Regions from separate parts of the Callithrix jacchus genome. Here region 2 is linked to region 1. The links are chromatin contacts, called in public Hi-C maps. All regions are on one chromosome and are shown on one strand. Each heading gives the region's core, a stretch centred on a gene start, on an enhancer-like site or on the middle of the called end of the contact. The rest is flanking DNA. Distances are from core to core; before and after follow the strand shown. Region 1 has its middle 33 kb from the start of RBM20. Region 2 overlaps RBM20 (RNA binding motif protein 20).

Evidence for each region. A called contact is a pair of places that touch in the nucleus more often than the background predicts.
Region 2: a Hi-C map of skeletal muscle shows a contact between it and region 1, with 8 times the contacts expected there. The contact joins two enhancer-like sites. A contact is called at or near these places in 2 of 3 Hi-C or Micro-C datasets (induced pluripotent stem cells and skeletal muscle).

The regions. Positions count from the first base shown.
Region 1 is chr12:103,539,102-103,543,881 of calJac240_pri, forward strand. No RefSeq gene overlaps it. Among named protein-coding and RNA genes, the nearest start is that of RBM20, 33 kb to the right of the region's middle. Within about 2 kb of position 2,055, at least 1 of the 16 cell types and tissues checked has an H3K27ac peak or open chromatin away from gene starts, as enhancers often do. A contact at or near this core is called in skeletal muscle, where this site is marked.
Region 2 is chr12:103,595,549-103,600,489 of calJac240_pri, forward strand. All of the region lies in intron 1 of RBM20 (RNA binding motif protein 20), which reads left to right. Among named protein-coding and RNA genes, the nearest start is that of RBM20, 23 kb to the left of the region's middle. Within about 2 kb of position 2,038, at least 1 of the 16 cell types and tissues checked has an H3K27ac peak or open chromatin away from gene starts, as enhancers often do. A contact at or near this core is called in skeletal muscle, where this site is marked.

The DNA.
Region 1 (4,780 bases), core at 805-3,304:
TGTAGTGGCTCACACCTATCTTACCAGCATTTTTATATGCTGGAGTAGGAGGATCATTTGAGTCAGGAGTTTGACACCAGATTGGGCAGCATGTCAGACCCCATTTCTACAAAAATTAGCTGGGTGTGGTGGCTACACCTGTAGTCCCAGCTGCTTGGAAGGCTGAGGTGGAAGGGGTCACTTGAGCCTGGGAGGTTGAGGCTACAGGCTACAGTGAGCCATGATGGTGCCACTGCAATTCAGCGTGGGCAACAGAGCAAGACCGTGTCTCCAAAAAAAAAAAAAAAGAGTGTTGTATTTAAGAAACAGTATTCATTCTGTATCTTTTTACTCAGCCATATATCCTTATCCTGGAACACAAATAATCCAGGTTTGTGTATTTATGCTTAGTCTGATGTTTTAAACAGAGGGAAGTGTAAATGGAACCAGTTGCACATTAATGCAGTTACAGCCAAGTGTTGGTCTGCTACATAGAAGTTAGGAGGATTTTTCCTTCCCTACTTGGTATTTTCTTTTAAATAGAAGATAGGGCCTCACTCTGTCGTGCAGGCTGGAGTATAGTGAATCAGTCATAACTCACTGCAATCTCCAACCCCTGGGCTCAAGGGTTCCTCCCACCACACCCTCCCTCCAAAGTAGGTAGTTAGAATTATAGGTGTGTGCTAGCACACCAGCTGATTTCTGGTTTGTTTGTTTTTTTGTTTTGTTTTTAGTAGAGACAGGGGTCTCACTTTGCCCAGGCTAGTCTCAAACTAATGGCCTCAAGTGATCCTTGGCTTCCCAAAGTGTTAGAATTACAGGTGTGAGTCATTGCACCTGGCCCTTTTTTGTTTTAAAATTATATGTAATTAGGTAGAAATTACCTTCTACTTTTGTGTGTAGATTGAGCAACAGTGATAATCCTTGTTTCCTTAGTTTTATATTTTGGAAGAAACAGTTCGTCCTTTTCATTCGGGAAATGGAGTAACAGAATCTATTTGAACTGCCTATTGCCTAGAAATGTCAACAGCTTTTATTTCGGTCACATTAAGTAATTCTTGATAAAGTGGGTTAACATTTCTAGAAGAAATATTACTTTGGCAAGAGCAGATTTTGCAAAACATGTCCTCTTAAAAATGGCTTTCACTTAGGACTTCACAGGATATATTTAGATCCAGAGATAGAAAAGATTTTTTTTTTTTTTTAAATAGAGACGGGGTTTCACCATGTTGGCCAGGCTGGTTTCGAACTTGTGACCTCAGGTGATCCGCCCGACTTGGCCTCCCAAAGTGCTGGGATTACAGGCATGAGCCACCGAGCCTGGCCAAAATTTTTTAGTTTAATACTTTAATTTGAAGCCCAGATTAGTTAGGCGACCCAAATGAATAAATGAGCACGCACAGCTTAATAACCAAAAGAGCCAGAACCAAGTTTTGGCTTTCTTGTATCAGAAGTAGGACAGACTAATACATCAGCTCTTTCTTTCTCCAAGTTAACTATGAAAATGGGAGAGATGTAGTACAGTGTTGACGGATCCTCTACATGACAGAGAGAAACAGATTTCAAGGGTACAGTTCACCATCATCTCTGGTTTTCTTTGCCCTTTGCCTCCCCAGTCCTATTTTCTTTAGACTGCACCTATTTAGGTACACCCTGAGCACTTGTCTCAGTGTCCTAGGGGGACTGGATTACTCCTGGCTGCCAGTCTTCTGCATGAAAGATGCCAGCATTGCTCTATAAATCTGCCACCGTGTGGCACTCACTTTTCCCTTCCTAGAGACAGAGAGTCTCCTGGGTGTAAGAGCCCTTGTGGCAGCCAGTGATTGCACAGGGACATGAGGCATCCTGGCGGTTAGGTTTGCAAGGAGCACATGGATATATTTCCTCTCTCAAGTCCTCACATTGGTTGGTATAAGTCTAGGTTTGAATGTTTTCTCTTATGGATACTGTGTGTTTAGATCAGTGCCTGGAAAGTTGGTTATCAAACTTTAAAGTGTTCAGTAATCACAAATCCTGCTTTAGCTTTATAAATTATGCCTAAAATTATTCAGCAATTAGCAATGATGGCTATAAAGGCTGGAAACATGGAAGTACATACGGGTGAAAAGATCCACCACCATAGAAAATTGAAGGACACGGGTTTAAGGACAAATCATTTGGGACTAAGTTAACAGAGGCAATTAAAGTATAATGTACTAAAGGTCCCTGGCCCTTCTGACGCAGAGGCCTTTGCTAGGAGAGGTCTTCAAACACAGGAATCTATCGTACTAGTTAGATTAGAATTAGAAATGGTGGCTGCAAAGGTAGATAAAGCCAAGGCTTTCTTCAGTCTTGTCTGGGCTGCTACTTTTTCTTCCAGTAACCTAAATCTCCAATTACTTCACTTATTTCCCAGAGCCACTAGAGGGGGCCCTTAACACATGCCAACCCCTCCATTTTTTTGGTCTAGTTTTTCAAACTCTGGTTTCTTAGAGTTCCAGCTGCAAGGAGAGATGGTCAAGGTGTGATATTCTTGAGATTTCTCTGTTGCAAGAGTTTATGAGCTAGTGTTAACTGCTTGCAACAGTTTGGATTGCTGCTTAGGTATGCAGCAGCTGTTTAACAGGATCTTATTTACAAAATGGGTTCTCTACGGGGACAGAATAGGATAGATGTATATGTAAAAGAGTTTATTAAAGTGTATTGACTCACACTATCACAAGGTGAAGTCTCACAATAGGCCGTCTGCAAGCTGAGGCGCAAGGAAACCAGTCTGGGTCTCAAAACCTTAAAAGTAGGGAAGCCAACAGTGCAGCCTTCAGTCTGTGACTGAAGGTCCGAGAGCCCCTGGCAAACCAGTTTGTAAGCCCAAGAGTCCAAAAGCTGAAGAGCTTAGAGTCCAATGTTTGAGGACAGGAAGCATCCAGCACAGGAGAAAGACGAAGGCCAGAAGACTCAGCAAGTCTGCTCTTTCCATCTTCGGCCTGCTTTAGTCTAGCCGCACTAGCAGCTGATTAGATGGTGTCCACCAAGATTGAAGGTGGGTTTGCCTCTCCCAGTCCCCCGACTCAAATGTTAACTTCCCTTGGCAACACCCTCACAGACACACCCAGGAACAATACTTTGCACTCTTCATTCCAATCAAGTTGACATTCAATATCAACCATCATTCAGTCCTGTCTTGCAATAATAGCCCTACTTGTTTCTCCTCAGTTTCTTCCTCTGTGCTTTCTGAATCTTCATATAAATACAAAAGAGATTCTATTATAATTTTTCTCATTCGCTTTTTGTCTCTAACCTGGCATCCCTTAATTGAAACAGCTTCACCTATTATGTTCCTTTTCAGCTTACCTTTTCTAAGTCATCTCCCCAATAAGACAGTCTGAATCAGGGTCTCTTATGATCTCTCTCAGAGTGATGGGAATACTTGCTGACTTTTCTTATTAGAAATCTTTTTTTTTTTTTTTAGATGGAGTTTCACTTTGTTGCCCAGGCTGGAGTGTAAATGGCATGATCTTGGCTCACTGCAACCTCCTCCTCCCGGGTTCAAGCAATTCTCCTGCCTCAGCCTCCCAAGTAGCTGGAATTACAGGCACGGGCCACCATGACTGACTGATTTTGTATTTTTAGTAGAGATGGGGTTTCTCCAAGTTGGTCAGGCTGGTCTCGAACTCCTGACCTCAAGTAATCCGCCCACTTCGGCCTCCCAAAGTGCTGGGGTTATAGGCGTGAGCCACTGTGCCCGACTCTTATTAGAAATCTTATGAGGATCCCTGTAGCCTTGGGATTCTGTGTCTATCATATGGGACCATTAAGTGCTTTAGGATTATTCCAGAAGTCCCATTTCCCTGTGCTTAAGTGTTCATCCCTGTGGTGAGCAGGCATGTAAGAGCCCACACACAGCCCTGCTCCTGTACCTCAGCACAGGGGTCACACAACAGGCTAAATCTCATCCTCCGTGATGCGACATCTGCCTTGACACTGATGGGAATGCTGGCGTGACCACTGAGCATGGCCTTGCGATGGACAGAGCTCATCTCATTTGTGAGATTCAAGTTCTGAGAAACCTCAAAAAAAGAGAAACCACTGAAGCTGTTGTCAAAGAGGTCTTCCCAGTGACCCTTGTCTTTTGTATTTTCTTTTTCTTGTGGGCATGCTCTACGCAGGGGGTCTTTCCATCTAACCTCTGCCCTTGGCTGAGTAAATGAAAAAGGGGGGTTCATTTCAAGTAATTTTTTGTTCCCTTGGGGCAGAAGAATTAGTCTTTCAAAGATAGCTTCTTTTTGTATGTCGATGTAGGCACCTTGTGCATAATAATTACCTACTAGGTACCATCTCTCTTTTATCATCTCTCTTAAGGGCAGTGACTTTGAAGTGGGTGGTGATAACCCCAGTTTGCAGAAGAGGAACTTAGGTTCCTTGAGGGCAGAGTAACTTGTCTAACAATTTCTGTTGGAAAGCAGTGGAACTTGGAGTACTGAATTATCCTATTCCACCAACCTCTCTAGCTGCTGTTTTAAAATTCAAAATAAAGCCAGTGCCAACAATTGTAGACAGACCAGCCACGGGGAAGGGCAAAAATCACCTTTGAACCAGCTGGTTTCAAAGCTGTCTACAAATCTGGGGTGTATTCTTTCCTGCTGTCTCCATCCTCACAGCCTTGGGATGCCATGCCACAAAAGCAGAACGCTTTGTTTTAACAAGATCCTAGGTGATGGAGGCTCTTTCAGATGGTGCCTGAGGAGGAGCTGCAAATTCAAAACCAGGAGCCCCTTCTCGCAGCCTGCATGACCCATGTGCATCTCAGCAGAGGAGGTTGCCG
Region 2 (4,941 bases), core at 788-3,287, 56 kb after region 1:
TAATGAATAATGAGTTTAGACAATGTGGTTGTTAATGGCTACTAAGCTATTTGGTGCAGCTGATGAGGATCTTTATAATGGAGGGCTCAGGCTGATAATGTTCAAAACCACTGATCGATCTAATGTCTTGCCAGACTTGAGATTTAACTACCAGTTTATAGAAAACACAGGGGACACAGGAACATGTACAAATGATATCGGGCAGATGAAACCAGCTAATCAGAAAATGGGACATACTGCAGGCCTGGTTTCTTTAACAAATTTTAAGAATGAAAATAGCAGGAGGGGTTATCTGTAGGTTAAAAAAGACTTAAAATACTTATCAGCACAACGTGGTATATAATTCTTGTTTGGGTCCTAGCTCAAAACGAATCAACTGTAATATGTATATATACATACATATACATATAATAACCTAAGATATATTTGAATAGTGAGGTTAAAGAATTATTTACTCATGTATTATTTATTTGGCTATTTGAACATTAAAAAGAACACTTATTTGTAATTGTGGTAATGGTATTGTGATTATGTTAAAATACAGAAATTGGCTGGGTGTTGTGGCTCATGCCTGTAATCCAGCACTTTGGGAGGCTGAGATGGGCAGATCACTTGAGTCCAGGAGTTCGAGACCAGCCTGGGCAACATGGCGAAACTGTCTTTACAAAAAATACCAAAAATTAGCCCACAGTGGTGGTGCACACCTGTAGTCCCAGAGACTCGGGAGACTGAGGCCGGGGGATCACCTGAGCCTGGGAGATTGAGACTTCAGTGAGCTCTGATCGTGCCACTGCACTTCAGCCTGGGCGACAGAGTAAGAACCTGTCTCAAAAAAATAAATAAAGAAAGAGAGAAAGGGAGGAAGAGAGAGAGAGAAAGTTGTTATACTCTAGAGCTGTATACTAAAGTATAGATAAAATTTGATACATCTGGTATTAGCTTTGAAATAATGGAAGGGGAGTGGGAGGTTACAAAGTAAACAAGATTGGCCATAGATTGATCATTTTTGAAACTGGGTGGTGACTACACGGAAGTTATTATTCTCTCTACCTTTGTATAATTTGCAAGTTTTCCATAATAAAAAGTTAAAGTACTCAGAACAAACATCTGCTCACCCAGTTGGCCAGTGCTGTTTTCAGATGTCCCTAAATTTGATGTTGGGCTATGGAGCATACAGACCCTTCTTAAAAATCACCTGGGGGCGGGGTGTGGTGGCTCACCCTATAATCTCAGCACTTTGGGAGGCTGAGTCAGGAGGCTCACTTAAGGCCAAGAGTTTGAGCCTGTGCAATATAGCAAGACCCCATATCTACAAAAAGTTAAAAAAAAAATTACCTGGGTGTGGTGGCACGTGCCTCCCAGCTACTCAGGAGACTGAGATAGGAAGATCATTTGAATGCAGGAGTTTGAGGCTGCAGGGAGCTATGACTGCACTACTGCACTCCAGCCTGGGTGACAGAGAGAGCCTGTCTCAGAAAAAAATAAAAAATAAAAATCACCTGGCCAGCAAATAGAAGGCTGAGATCCTGACTCACATCATTCTGACTCCAAAGCCCAGTCTTTCCATCTTATTCTACAGAATTTATGTTCCTCCTGGGGTTCAAACTATTGTAGGATTGTTTAGATTGAGGATTAGAGGGTTTTACAGGCAGCTGTAATATAAACATGGGAAAATGCGGGCAAGGCAGATCAAGAACAAAACTGCCACCAAAACATCAGAGTCGGTCTTCCTTTGAGGGAGGGAAATTTATCCAAGGATACGGCAAGAAAATGGAAATAGACCACATTCCTTCCACTGTGGCCTTATTGGGCCCTTTCTGTTGCCACCATCCTGGGCTTTGGATTGAGAGAGATCTGGGTTAGGGAGCACAGCCTGTCACTTAGGATGTGCGTGGCCTTACTGCCCTGTGCCACAGTTGCTTCAACCAACCTCATTCGGCTGTTGGGAAGATGGCATGAGATTGTCCATACGATGCTTACCACAGTGCTTGGCAAGAGGTAAGGTCTCCCATGTTCATTTAGAAAAGAAGATTGCAGTGCATTCACCAAGATCCTAAGAATCCCAGGGCGGGGCCAGAGCTTATGTGTTTGGGGACATCCTTGTGTCGTGGGCACCCATACTGAGGCCCAGGATATTCTCCAGCACTTTCTTGGAGACCTGGGGCCACCTTGCCTCAACTGGGAAGGATCATTTAGCCTGAACAAGGAGGCTCAGTGGTCTAAGGGTGGCAGTTTTTCTACCTGGCCCCGTTTCATTAGTCATGTGGCTTGATGGGCATGACAGTGGCGAAGATCCTGCCTCGGTGGGTGAATGAAAGGTAAGTAGCTAGATGGCTGGATGCCAACTTAAACTTTTGCCAGCTTTGAGATTGGAAGGAAAAGGTGAACTTGCCTGTTCTTCCCGAAGCAAGCACCACATTTTCTCTCCTTTCTACCTTGTTTGGCTCTCACACCCAGAACCCAGCCCCCTTTTCATCACTAACCTCATAACACACAGGGCTCCATCCTGGTTATGTCGATCTTTTCATGAGCCCTTTAAGAATGACTGGCAAATGCGCTTGTTTGAGTCACTTGGTCACCTGGGAAGTGTCTGGGAGCCATGCCTTGGAGTGCTTCACTGATCACAAAGCCATCCAATGTGGCCTTTGATTCCTGGGCCCCTGGTGTCCTGCTCATTTTACCCCCCATGCATGTGACCTGCCCACTTGCTGGGGCTTGGGTGTGAGTGAGTGGTGCGGGGAAGCTGAGCCAGAGGGAGCCCTGATTTACGAACTGTCCAGATTTAACTGAGGCTACAGCACTTTTATTAATAGAACATGCTGCATTTCCTTTTTATAAAAATATGAAGATCACTGCACTCAGGAAAATGCCTGGTGACTTTCTGTCTTTAGGGCATGTTCATCACCAGCTAAAATTAAAAGTGAAGTCAGGCTCTTCTTGCATCTATTTTTAACTAAGTTTAGCATATGAATGTGAACGTGAAGTCTTTCTTTAGATCCCCCTAACTCAATTACCGACGTCTGCCAAATATCCCGCCTGGAATTCCAGAGCTATGGCTGGGGCTATCTTGGGTGGAGAGGCCGGAAGAGAACTTAGGGACCACCAGCCTGACCCCCTGCTATCTGACTGTGTACGTCTTCACCCATCTCAGCTTCACTTACTCTGGAAGCTTAAGGTGCAGCCAGTAATACTGAAAAAATAAAACAAGGGGAAAACTAACCAGACAAACCAACCTATAGACATTTTGTGATGCGTAAAGTCTCCCCTAATTGGTGCACTTTTCTAGGGGGTTCTAATTTAGAAGCAGCGACTTGGGTTGAAAGGGAGACACTGGATTATAGGGGAGACCTCGTCATTCAGGCAGAAAGTGCGAATGGCCCCCGGCCATACCAAGGGAGACTTGCGACAACAGGTGGAGGGAGGGAGAGGAAAAAAAAGCTGAACAAGTGTCGTTCCTGCCCAGAGAGTTTGCAATGAGTGATGGGAGTGCCAGAGAAACCTTTTAGAAACCCTCTTAAATTCCCTCTTTGAAATCTTTTTTATGTCTGCTCTTTAAGGACTGTGAGGAGAGGGGAGGGTGGAGGCAGAGTTGATCCCAACTCTTAAGATTCTTTGGCCTAATGTTTCACTTGAAGGCAGAAACTGACAAGGTTCTTTTTTGAACTTCTTAGAACAGTTCCCTGTGGATACTTTTTTAGTATAACAGTTAAAAAAAGAAACAACAACCTACCAATCATTTTAAGTCCTGGCCCTTGCTTTGTTTTGTTTGAAAAATGACTTTTAAAATGGTGATTTTTATGGAAAACATATTTACAGTTTGTTAAAGTTGTATCATTTCTCAATATGTATTTAACTTATATCGTCTTGAACCTCTTCAAAGTGTTGTGGTTTTTAAGCAGAGGAAAAACTTCCTTCTATTTTTTGGAACGGCAGCAAAGCCATGATGAAGGATAAGCCGAAGATTCATTTACAATAATGAGTAAATCCACTGACAGTGAGGTTGCTTATGGCTGGAGAACCATAAAGTGTTTCCAGGCTGCATGCTCATGCCTATAATCCCAGCACTTTGGGAGGCCAAGGTGGGCAGATCGTCTGAGGTCAGGAGTTCAAGACCAGCTTGACCAACATGGAGAAACCCCATCTCTATTAAAAATACAAAATTATCCTGGCTTGGTGGTGCACCTGTAATCCCAGCTACTAGGGAGGCTGAGGCAGGAGAATTGCTTAAACCTGGAAGGTGGAAGTTGCAGTGAGCTACGATTGTGCCATTGCACTCCAGCCTGGGCAACAAGAGTGAAACTCCAGAAAAAAAAAAAAAAAAAAGAAAGTGTTTCCAAATAGTCTGAGAGGGAAGCACTGGGAAGGAGTGTGGCAAGTCTCTATGCATGTTGGGGGTAGTGGGGACAGGGTTGTCTTTCTTTTGATGAATGGGAATGATATTTAAACAACCAGCTCCTTCCATGTGTTAATTGGATTTTCTGTTAAAAGCAATAAAAATGAAGTATGATGTGTTTATAGGCCACTGCCATCTATCTGAAAAATCTCTCAGGGGTTTTTGCCTGCCATTCAACAAACCACTTCCATGATTGAATGTGCCTTTCTACAAAACTTTGGATTAAATTCCAACACTTTTAGGCTCAGAAGATTGCTTTCAAATCTGAAAACTCTGCACCTTCACTTGGTTCCAGTACTTTTTAAAAAATGGAGACAGAGTCTTGCTGTGTTGCTCAGATTGCCAGCTCCTGGGCTCAAGCGATCCTCCAGCCTTGGCCTCCTCGTGTTGGGATTACAGGCATGAACTACTGTATCTGGCCTGCTTGTAGTACATTTCAAGGGACTGGCTTTCCCAGCCAAACTGACATTTTTGGATCTGTTCGGTTTGTAAAACGTAGGGATTGGGGTGACAATAGTTGTTCATTGCCACAGTTCTTAAGCACACAA